2 separate regions of the Astyanax mexicanus genome follow, and region 2 is linked to region 1. Evidence: chromatin contacts called from public Hi-C data. All regions are on one chromosome and are shown on one strand. The core of a region is the stretch at or near the end of the contact, and the rest is flanking DNA. Distances in the headings are between cores, read along the strand shown. Region 1 overlaps itpr1b (inositol 1,4,5-trisphosphate receptor, type 1b). Region 2 holds the start of bhlhe40 (basic helix-loop-helix family, member e40).

Region 1 (4,297 bases), core at 1,192-3,691:
CCCGCCACAAACCCAGTCTCTCTGTCTGTGATAGGTGTGTGTGTGTGTGTGTGTGTGTGTGTGTTTGTGTGTGTTTTGGTTAAACTGCTATTTCCTATTAATATGTATGGTTTGGTGAAAGTGCTATTTTTTGTGTGTGTGTGTGTGTGTGTGTGTGTGAGTAGTCCTTACATCTACTTGCATATGGTTGTATCACTGGGAATGTGTGCAAGTAAAGCAACACCATTGATCTGTTTGTTTATTACCTTAATTTCCTCTGTGTTTAAGTGAGTAAGTGAGTGTGTGTGTGTGTGTGTGTGCGTGTGCGCACCACATGTTCCTTTCTTTTATCTGTAGAGAAACAGCAGTGTTTACTCTCTGTATAAATTTTATATTTTTAATTTAAAATTGTAGTATTATTCCTGAGTTGGGAGGGAACATAATATCCTAATGGATAGGATCAGTGTCCCGGCATTTTGACGGTATTTCCTAAATTAACAAAATGTACTCAAACACACAGAATTTCACACAGAAATTTATTTAGATTAACCTGCATTAAAATGGTTGTATTTTACAGACTGCAAGGTGCACTGTATTATAAGGCACTCTATCAGTGAACGTCTGTTTTCATATATAAGATGCACTGGATTGTAAAGCGCATTTAAGCGACAATAGTAAGGAACAAGGGTGTTGCCATTTTTTCTTCTAATGAGAAAGTTGGGGGAAGCATCTTAGTAAACAAAAAGAATTTTCTTTCAAAGTCAAACAAGTTCTGGATGTTAATCTACACATATTTCTCTCCTGAAAACTGTTTATTTGGGTGAGTAAAGCACTTGCGTTTATTAACAATATTAAGTTTAGCGCTAGTAAAAGCCATTATTCTGATACATCAGCTCACAGATGCCCTGTTCTGTGGACATCACCGTAGGAGTGATGTGGGGAGAGAGCGCCATCTACCCACCCGGAGGGAGCAGGGCCAATTGTGCCCTCTCTGAGCGCCGGCAGCTTGATGGCAAAGCTGCATGAGCGGGGGGTTAAAACCAGTGACCTCCGGCTCATAGTGGCAGCGCTTTAGACCGCTGGACCACTACTGTGGTATTTTATAATTATTTATATATAATTTACATAAAATGGCAACATAAATACATATAATATCATTTATCACAATTATTTTTAATCACAATCGTTCAGTCAGTCATAGTCTCAGATCACTGGTCTGGTTGAGCTAATCCTCACAGTGTCCTCACAGTGTCCTCACAGTACTGAAGCAGTGAGTGTCCTGATGTGCCCTCCTCCTCCTCCTCCTCTCGTACTGGTGAACGTTGTCACGTTCAGTGTGCTGGAAGTTTGGCAGTGTGTGTGGGACCGACTGACCTCTGCCTGAGTGTTCTTATCACACAGAAGTTCAGATGTAAACAACTGTTGATGAACGATTTTATTTTTTTATTACGTTGTGCAGTTATGTAAGGTTTGGATTTTGAACTCAGGCCGTCTGGAAAGTAACAAGTGCATGTTTTGGTTGTGTTGTGGGGTTGTGCATTAATAAACTAAATAAATAATTAGTTTATTAATGGTTACTAATTAGATTGTAAATGCCTTAAAAATCATTAGTAATCAAGTAGAAAGGGCAACAATGTCCTGTTGTTTGCCAAATTATGAACCCACAGCCTATATTGTATCTATATTGTTGCCCTTTCTATGTATATGTGTTATAACTGATTATTAATGATTTTTAAGGCATTTACAACCTAGATAGTAACCATTAATAAGCTAATTGTAAACCATTTATAAACCCTTCATAAAGGTAGTCTTATTTTAAAGTGGTACCACAATATCTCTCAGCTTGTTCAGGCTGAAAGTGTGTGTGTGTGTGTGTGTGTGGAGTGAGAGGTGTCTGACCTTTGCGTGCACTCTGCTCTGTGTTTGAATGAGTGTAGTGTGTGTGTGTGTGTGTGTGTGTGTGTGTGTGAATGTGTGTCTTATGTAGAGAGGAACTGAGGTGTTGTTTATAGGTGTTAGCCTGCAGACGCTTTCAGGGTAAAGTGTGAAATAGAGATCAGGACTGTTTAGATGCTGTTGAAAAGAGCTTAGTTCTTCTTTATTTGCTTAGAAATGTGCAGTATATAATACTTATTAAATACTATACTGTACTACTCTACCAAATACAGTATTTATGTACTATGCTTCACTGCTATTAAAACGCTACTCTGTACAACTGTGTTCTACTACACTACGCTACAGCACTATACTTTAATACTCTATGTATTGTACTGCACTATTGAGCATCACTGTACTAAACTACTACACTACAACACTGTATTATACTGCACTACAGTAGAGAACACTGCTGTACTGCATTACCTTACAGTACATTACATTTACAATACACTACTCTGCAATACTATACTGTATTGTAATAGTGTTCAACACTATTCTATGTAACTGTACTGTGATTTACTAATGAACAGTACTATAAAATCTATCTAGGGTGATGTCCGCAGCACAGGGCGTCTGTGAGCTGATGTATCAGAACCGAGTCGCTGCACTTTCCTCCGAGCGCGCTGTGATGCTACTCGGCGATGCTGCATCAGCAGCAGCTCAAAAAGAAGCGGTGGCTGACTTCACATGTATTGGAGGAGGCATGTGTTAGTCTTCACCCTCCTGGTGTGTTGGGGTATTACTAGTGATAGGTGTAGTCCTAGTGAGTGGGTTGGATAATTGGCCGTGTAAATTGGGGAGAAAATGGGAAAATGCAGAAAAGAAAAAAAAAATAGATGAAAATATACGATTTTATGCTCTAAATTGTATTTCTATGTAAATGATGAAAAAATCTTGCCCCTGTTTTCACCTTTTCATAAATTAAACATCCTACGTGTATTTTCCCAAATAAATAAAAGTAATTTCAATACTGCAGTAAAAAAATGTTCATTTAAGGGCGTAGAATGATGCACAATTTGACCTTTCAGTAGAAGCAGAAAGTTACAGTCTTTTCCATTTTATCTCTCTCTCTCTCCCTCTCTCTCTCTCTGGTTCTTATGTAATGTGTAAGATGGATTGGGATAATATGGCTTTAGGTTCTGTCGTGTGTGTGTGTGTGTGTGTGTGTGTGTGTGTGTGTGTGTGTGTGTGTGTGTGTGTGTGTGCGTCCGTGCGTCCGTGGGCTGCTGTAAAGCTCTCAGCCTGCAGCTTACAATAATATTTCTGTCTCTGTCTCTTTTTAACTCTCTCTCTCTCTCGCTTCTTTCCTTCCTCCCTGTCCCTCTTTCTCTTTCTCTGTGTGTCTCTATCTATCTATCCAGCCTTCTCTTGCTGTACATCTGTCTGTTTCTTTGATTATCTGCCTCTGTCTGTCTCTTTCTCTCCCCCTCTTTTCTTTCTCTTCCTCCTTCTCTTCCTCCCTCTCTGCCTATCTTCTCTTTCTCTGTGTCTCTCTGTCTATCTGTCCAGCCTTCTCTTGCTGTACATCTGTCTATTTATTTGGTTATCTGTCTCTGTATGTTTATCTATCTTTTCTTTCTCTTTCTCTGTGTCTCTGTCTATCTGTCCAGATTTCTCTTGCTGTACATCTGTCTGTTTTTTGATTATATGTCTCTATCGCTGTCTCTCTCTCTGCATCCATCTCTCTGTCCATCTATTTCTTATTCATCTCTCTCTCTCTCTCTCTCTCTCTCTCTCTCTCAACTGTATGTCTGTGTGTGCTGGTGTAATCCTCTGCAGTACCTCCAGCCCTCAGTAGGAGGAGATGTGTTCATGTCTGAGTGTGCGGTTGCTTGCCCGTATATCGGGGTGTGTGTGAGTGTGTGTGAGTGTGTGTGTGTGTGTGTGTGTGTGTGTGTGTGTGTGAGAGTAGCAGTGTCCCAGTTTCCTTCCTGTGTGCTGCACGATTCTTGGGCGGTCGCCAGCTCTCCGGCAGCGGTTACATAAGACCCGCCGCTCGCCCCTTTTTTTTTTTTTTCCTGGAATTCAGTCTCTCTGCTGATGTGTGACCTTCTGCAGTAATTGCCAATAAAAGTGTGGCGGGGGCTGTTTACCGAGAGAGACACTGGCACACACACACACACACTTTGGCATGGCGGGTGATAAAGCAAGATTGTTTGAAGGGGCATTGGCCCATTTTAAAGTCTGCTCTCACCTGTTAACTCTTCCAGTTCCTGACTGGGATGCAGACTCATTGCCACATTGTCAAACTGGGCGTACTGTATGACCCCCTGTACACACACACACTTTCTCACACACACACACACTTTCTCACACACTTACACACACACAGAGCTTCTGTATGAAGTTATTTCACTATAAAGCAATTCAACTTCATTTA
Region 2 (4,407 bases), core at 1,215-3,714, 130 kb after region 1:
GAGAGAGAGAGAGGATAAACAGAAAAAGAAGGTAAACAGGGAGAAAGATATAGAGAAATAAAGAGGATCAATATAATCATTTTTAATTATTGGTATTTTATTAACTACTGATGTCTCTTATTTTGTAATAATTGATTTGTTTTGTTGTAATAATTGTTGTGATTCTTAAATAATATTATTGTTATTACATTCACAATAAAGCTTTACTTAATAAAAGCTGTACTTTAAATCATTAATCTTACAGAAAGGTAAACAGAGAGAAAGAGAGAGAGAGTGTGTGTCTGTGTTTGTGTGTGTGTGTGTGTGTGAGATGTAATCGGGCATTTCAATCAGAAGCTGATAAATTTGCTTCACCCAGAAAATAAACATCACGTGACCGCTGTTTACCCCCCCCGCAAAAAAAACTCGATCAGGCGCGCGCGTGTCCCGCCGCCACCCGGTTAATAATAAATAATGATATAAGTAAAAGGGCGCGCGCTCTGGCTGTGTGACGTCAGCGGCGGGATTTCAGTCCGCGCCATGAGCAGATCAACGTGACCGGAGCGGGAGAGCGCGCGCGCGGCACAGAAAAGAGAGTGTGGTGCCGCACGTGCCCGAGAGCGGTGTCGGTGATACGGTGAGTGCACGAGCTGGACCTGGACAACAACAACAGCCTGCACGAGCCTCGGTCCTGCGCTCATCAGCATGAATCACCAGTCTGATCACCTATTAAATCACACAGCGCGAGCTCTGATATCTATCGATAATCTTACACTTAATCCATTGCTGACACAGATGTGCAAATGCACACACAAAGCTTGTTTAGTGTCTGTGGAAGTCTGTCGTCTGTCTATCTACTCCAAATTGACAACCCTTCTGATAAATGCATTAACATATTTTAAGTTGCACCTATTGCTGACACAGCGGTGCAAATGCACACAATTGGTCTAGCTCTTATAGAGAACTACTGCCAATAGAATAGAACAGAATAGAATAGAATAGGAGTGTACAGAGTGCTAGAGAGTGGTGTGTTTTAAAGAATTTGTGGTCTGACCTCTGGTTTCATCTTATTACACCTTCTCTCGTGGTACACTGATCTGACCCCTGGGCTGCTCCTCAAACTGACTAAGTCCTAAACACCCATTTTACATGACACTGACAGGGGATCAGTTTTCATGCACAGCCCAAATCAATGCATCCTGGTTCAGATGAGAAAAATGTCCATTTAATCTAAAGCTAAACATGTTATAAACCAGTATATGCTATGTTCTGTATCTAATGATGTAAAGCAATATGAAAAAAGAACCAATTGAATTATTACTTTGCATGTCTGTCTATCATTTAAAAAACAATCCAACTAAAACACATTTTTATTAACCCCCCCAACCCCCCCAAATAATCCGTGTTTGTGTTCTTGTTATGTAGTAAGTAGCACGTGTGGACTCATGCGCGAGAGAGACATCCAATCGTCTGTCTGTACTTCTATCCATCCATCTATATCCAACTGTCTGTCAGTCTGTCTGCATACGTTACTACATGCTGTAAATAATACTGCAAATCCTTCTAAGCATTTTATTAAATGTTAGTTATTATTAACTAAAACATTTTATTATAACAATATTTATGTCTGTCTATCTATCGATCTATCTATAATCAAACTGTGTTTATCCAAGTAACCACTATATGCTGTAAATAATGCTGCAAATCATGCTAAGCATATTATTGTTATTGTTGCTATTATAATAAACTAAAAACACATTTTTTATTATTAAAAAAACAAAAAATCTGTCTATCTAACAGTCTATGTATTTATCTGTAATCCAACTGTGTCTGTCTATCTAAGTAAGCCACTATTTGCTGTAAATCATGCTAAATATGCATATTATAATTGTTATTATTATTTTTATTCTTCCGTTTGTCTGTCTGTCTCCATCTATCTATTTTCTGCTGTTCATGATTAAAGTAGCAAAACAAAATACAAAAAAAACACGAAATAATCGCTGCGCGTGTTCTTGTGCGTGTTCTTGTTGTTGTGTAGTAAGCGGCGCTCGCGCGCGCTTGACTCGCTGTGTGAGAGCGAGCGAGCGCGCGATAGCGAGCGAGCGAGAGAGCGCGTGGTGGTACACGCGACACAGGCTGGGGACCTTCTGGAACGTTTTCTTTTTTTCTCTATCCTTTAGCCCCGCCCACCCGTGCCTCTCCGCGCTGCTGATCTGCGATTGGCGGGCTGAACGGACTGAATGGGATTACGCTGGCCAATCGGGAGAAGCTAGGGGCGGGGCGTGCCGAAAAACGGGTGGGAATAACAAAAGAAGTGTCCTGAGAACTGGCGGGGGGAACAGCGCCGTCCAACACGTGAGGCTCATGTGACGGAGGTAGGTCAGTTTAGAGAGAGAGAGAGAGAGAGAGAGAGGGAGGGAGGGATAGAGAGAGAGAGAGAGAGAGAGAGAGAGAGAGAGAGAGAGAGACGTGTCTGTAGTCACAGGGTTTTTTATTTAACACGTAGCTAGTCCAGTTCACCCTCCCACACACATATAGCTCTAGATACAACACACACACTCCTCCTTCATACACACTCTCACACAAACATTTAACAGGAGAGGAGCTTCAAAACTGTCTGAGTTGACGACAAACCACCTTTACGCAAGGACGTTATGCACTTTCCCTGCGGATTTCTTTGAGAACAAGTTCGTTTTTGGCAATTTATGAGCATTTAAAAGCTGTTTCGGCTTCATTTTCGTTAGAAATCGTTTTTTCCTGCGTTATTTTACGCGTAAACGAGACGAAATGGAAAGGATTACAAGCGCACAGCCTCCACCGTGTATGACCAAACACCCCTCTATGGATATTTCAGATATGCCGGGGTAAGTAGCTGGAAATGGGGCAATTTCAGGTCCTCTGAGTAGGAATTCGCCCCTGGATTTCGCTCCAACTGCCTGGGCGGCTCTGCTGCAGCTTGGAGCGAAATCCCGGGACGGATTTGGACTCACAGGCTTTCTAGGCAACTTAAATCATTTTAATCTGTTTTAAAATAGGGAAAAACAAGTCTTATAACATATATTTCTAAAAATACAACTTAATGTCATTTTACTAACTTTTTCTTTATTATTTTCTCATTATTTCTCCCCTTTTCCAAATCTTATTCAGAATGGATTTCCCAATGTATGTGTACAAACCTCGGAGAGGCATGAAACGAGGAGACGACAGCAAGGTAAATACTTAAAAAACAATCAAATATATGGGTGAATATATATATATATATATATATATATATATATTATACACATTGTACACTGCTATTAATTTAGTTAATAATATTCATTAAAACATACAGAAATATTTATAATTGAAGGAATTAAACAAAATAAAATATTAATACATTTGTGCAGCTCACAACATTACACTTGTAGAAAAAAGTTCCTGTATATGCATTTAATGAATGAATGAATTGATTGATTATTTATTTATTTATCTATCTGTCCATGCCCCACGCATGCAAGCTGCACAGCTAGAGCTTATCGTTTTTTAAATGTTTTAAAGTTTTGAATAGTAGTTTAGTAAACTTTTAATTCTAGTTTTAATTTAAACATTATAAAATGAACATGCTCTTGTTTGTTCACCACAGGATACGTACAAGCTGCCACATCGCTTGATTGAAAAGAAGAGACGTGACAGAATAAACGAGTGCATCGCTCAGCTGAAGGATTTGCTCCCTGAACACCTTAAACTCACTGTAAGTATAGCTCTGTGGGAGTGGATTGGAGTGAGTGTGTGGAGCACCAGAGCTCTAAAGCGTCCTCTGGTGGTTGACCTGGAGGAGTTTTCTTATTTTTCACACTTTTATTTTGTGCTGTGACGTGCATTCGAAGCATTTATTGACTTGACTGTTTAGTATACTCATTTGTTATCTATTCGCTTGGCTATTCATTGCGGTTGACTTGCTTGACCGTGATACATTTACAGGATGGTGCATGCACAAGCACAAGTTTTGAGTTTGCATGCTCATGAAGTTTAAAAAAAGTTTAAATATAATTTGTAGAATCTCAACTGAACTAAAACAGTTTGAAATGTTTTTTAACAAGTCTAAGCTTAGGCTTTAGGTTTGTTAGATGTTTTGCAATGCCCGCTGCGTCTCAGTGTCGCTCTCGCCTGGCGGAGAGTTTGTCCTCGGCGAGGCAGCTGAGGGAGCGTTACATAAGAAAGATCAACATGCTTATCTGAGTGCTTCCTCTTTTAGACGCTGGGCCATTTGGAGAAGGCCGTGGTGCTGGAGCTCACGTTAAAGCATGTGAAAGCCCTCAACGGCCTTCTGGAACAGCAGCAGCAGCAGATCATTTCATTGCAGAGCGGAATGCAAATTGGTAAGTTAAAATAAACACTTCATGTAAAGCCGTTTTCCTGCTTTCCTGCTTTCTGAGTAACACGGCG

The links. Hi-C and Micro-C count contacts between places; a contact is called where the count stands out from the background.
Region 2: a Hi-C map of muscle shows a contact between it and region 1, with 11 times the contacts expected there. The contact joins the promoter of bhlhe40 here to the enhancer-like site in region 1. A contact is called at or near these places in 2 of 3 Hi-C or Micro-C datasets (both in muscle).

Annotation. Positions count from the first base shown.
Region 1 is chr24:28,883,125-28,887,421 of AstMex3_surface, forward strand. All of the region lies in intron 39 of itpr1b (inositol 1,4,5-trisphosphate receptor, type 1b), which reads left to right. Among protein-coding and RNA genes, the nearest start is that of itpr1b, 110 kb to the left of the region's middle. Within about 2 kb of position 2,442, the one cell type or tissue checked has an H3K27ac peak away from gene starts, as active enhancers do.
Region 2 is chr24:29,015,801-29,020,207 of AstMex3_surface, forward strand. It overlaps bhlhe40 (basic helix-loop-helix family, member e40), which reads left to right and starts at 2,465. Exons shown (of 5, transcript XM_007254553.4): 1 at 2,465-2,843; 2 at 3,127-3,190; 3 at 3,605-3,712; 4 at 4,217-4,340. The coding sequence starts at 2,767. All of the region lies in intron 2 of LOC111195404 (a long non-coding RNA gene), which reads right to left.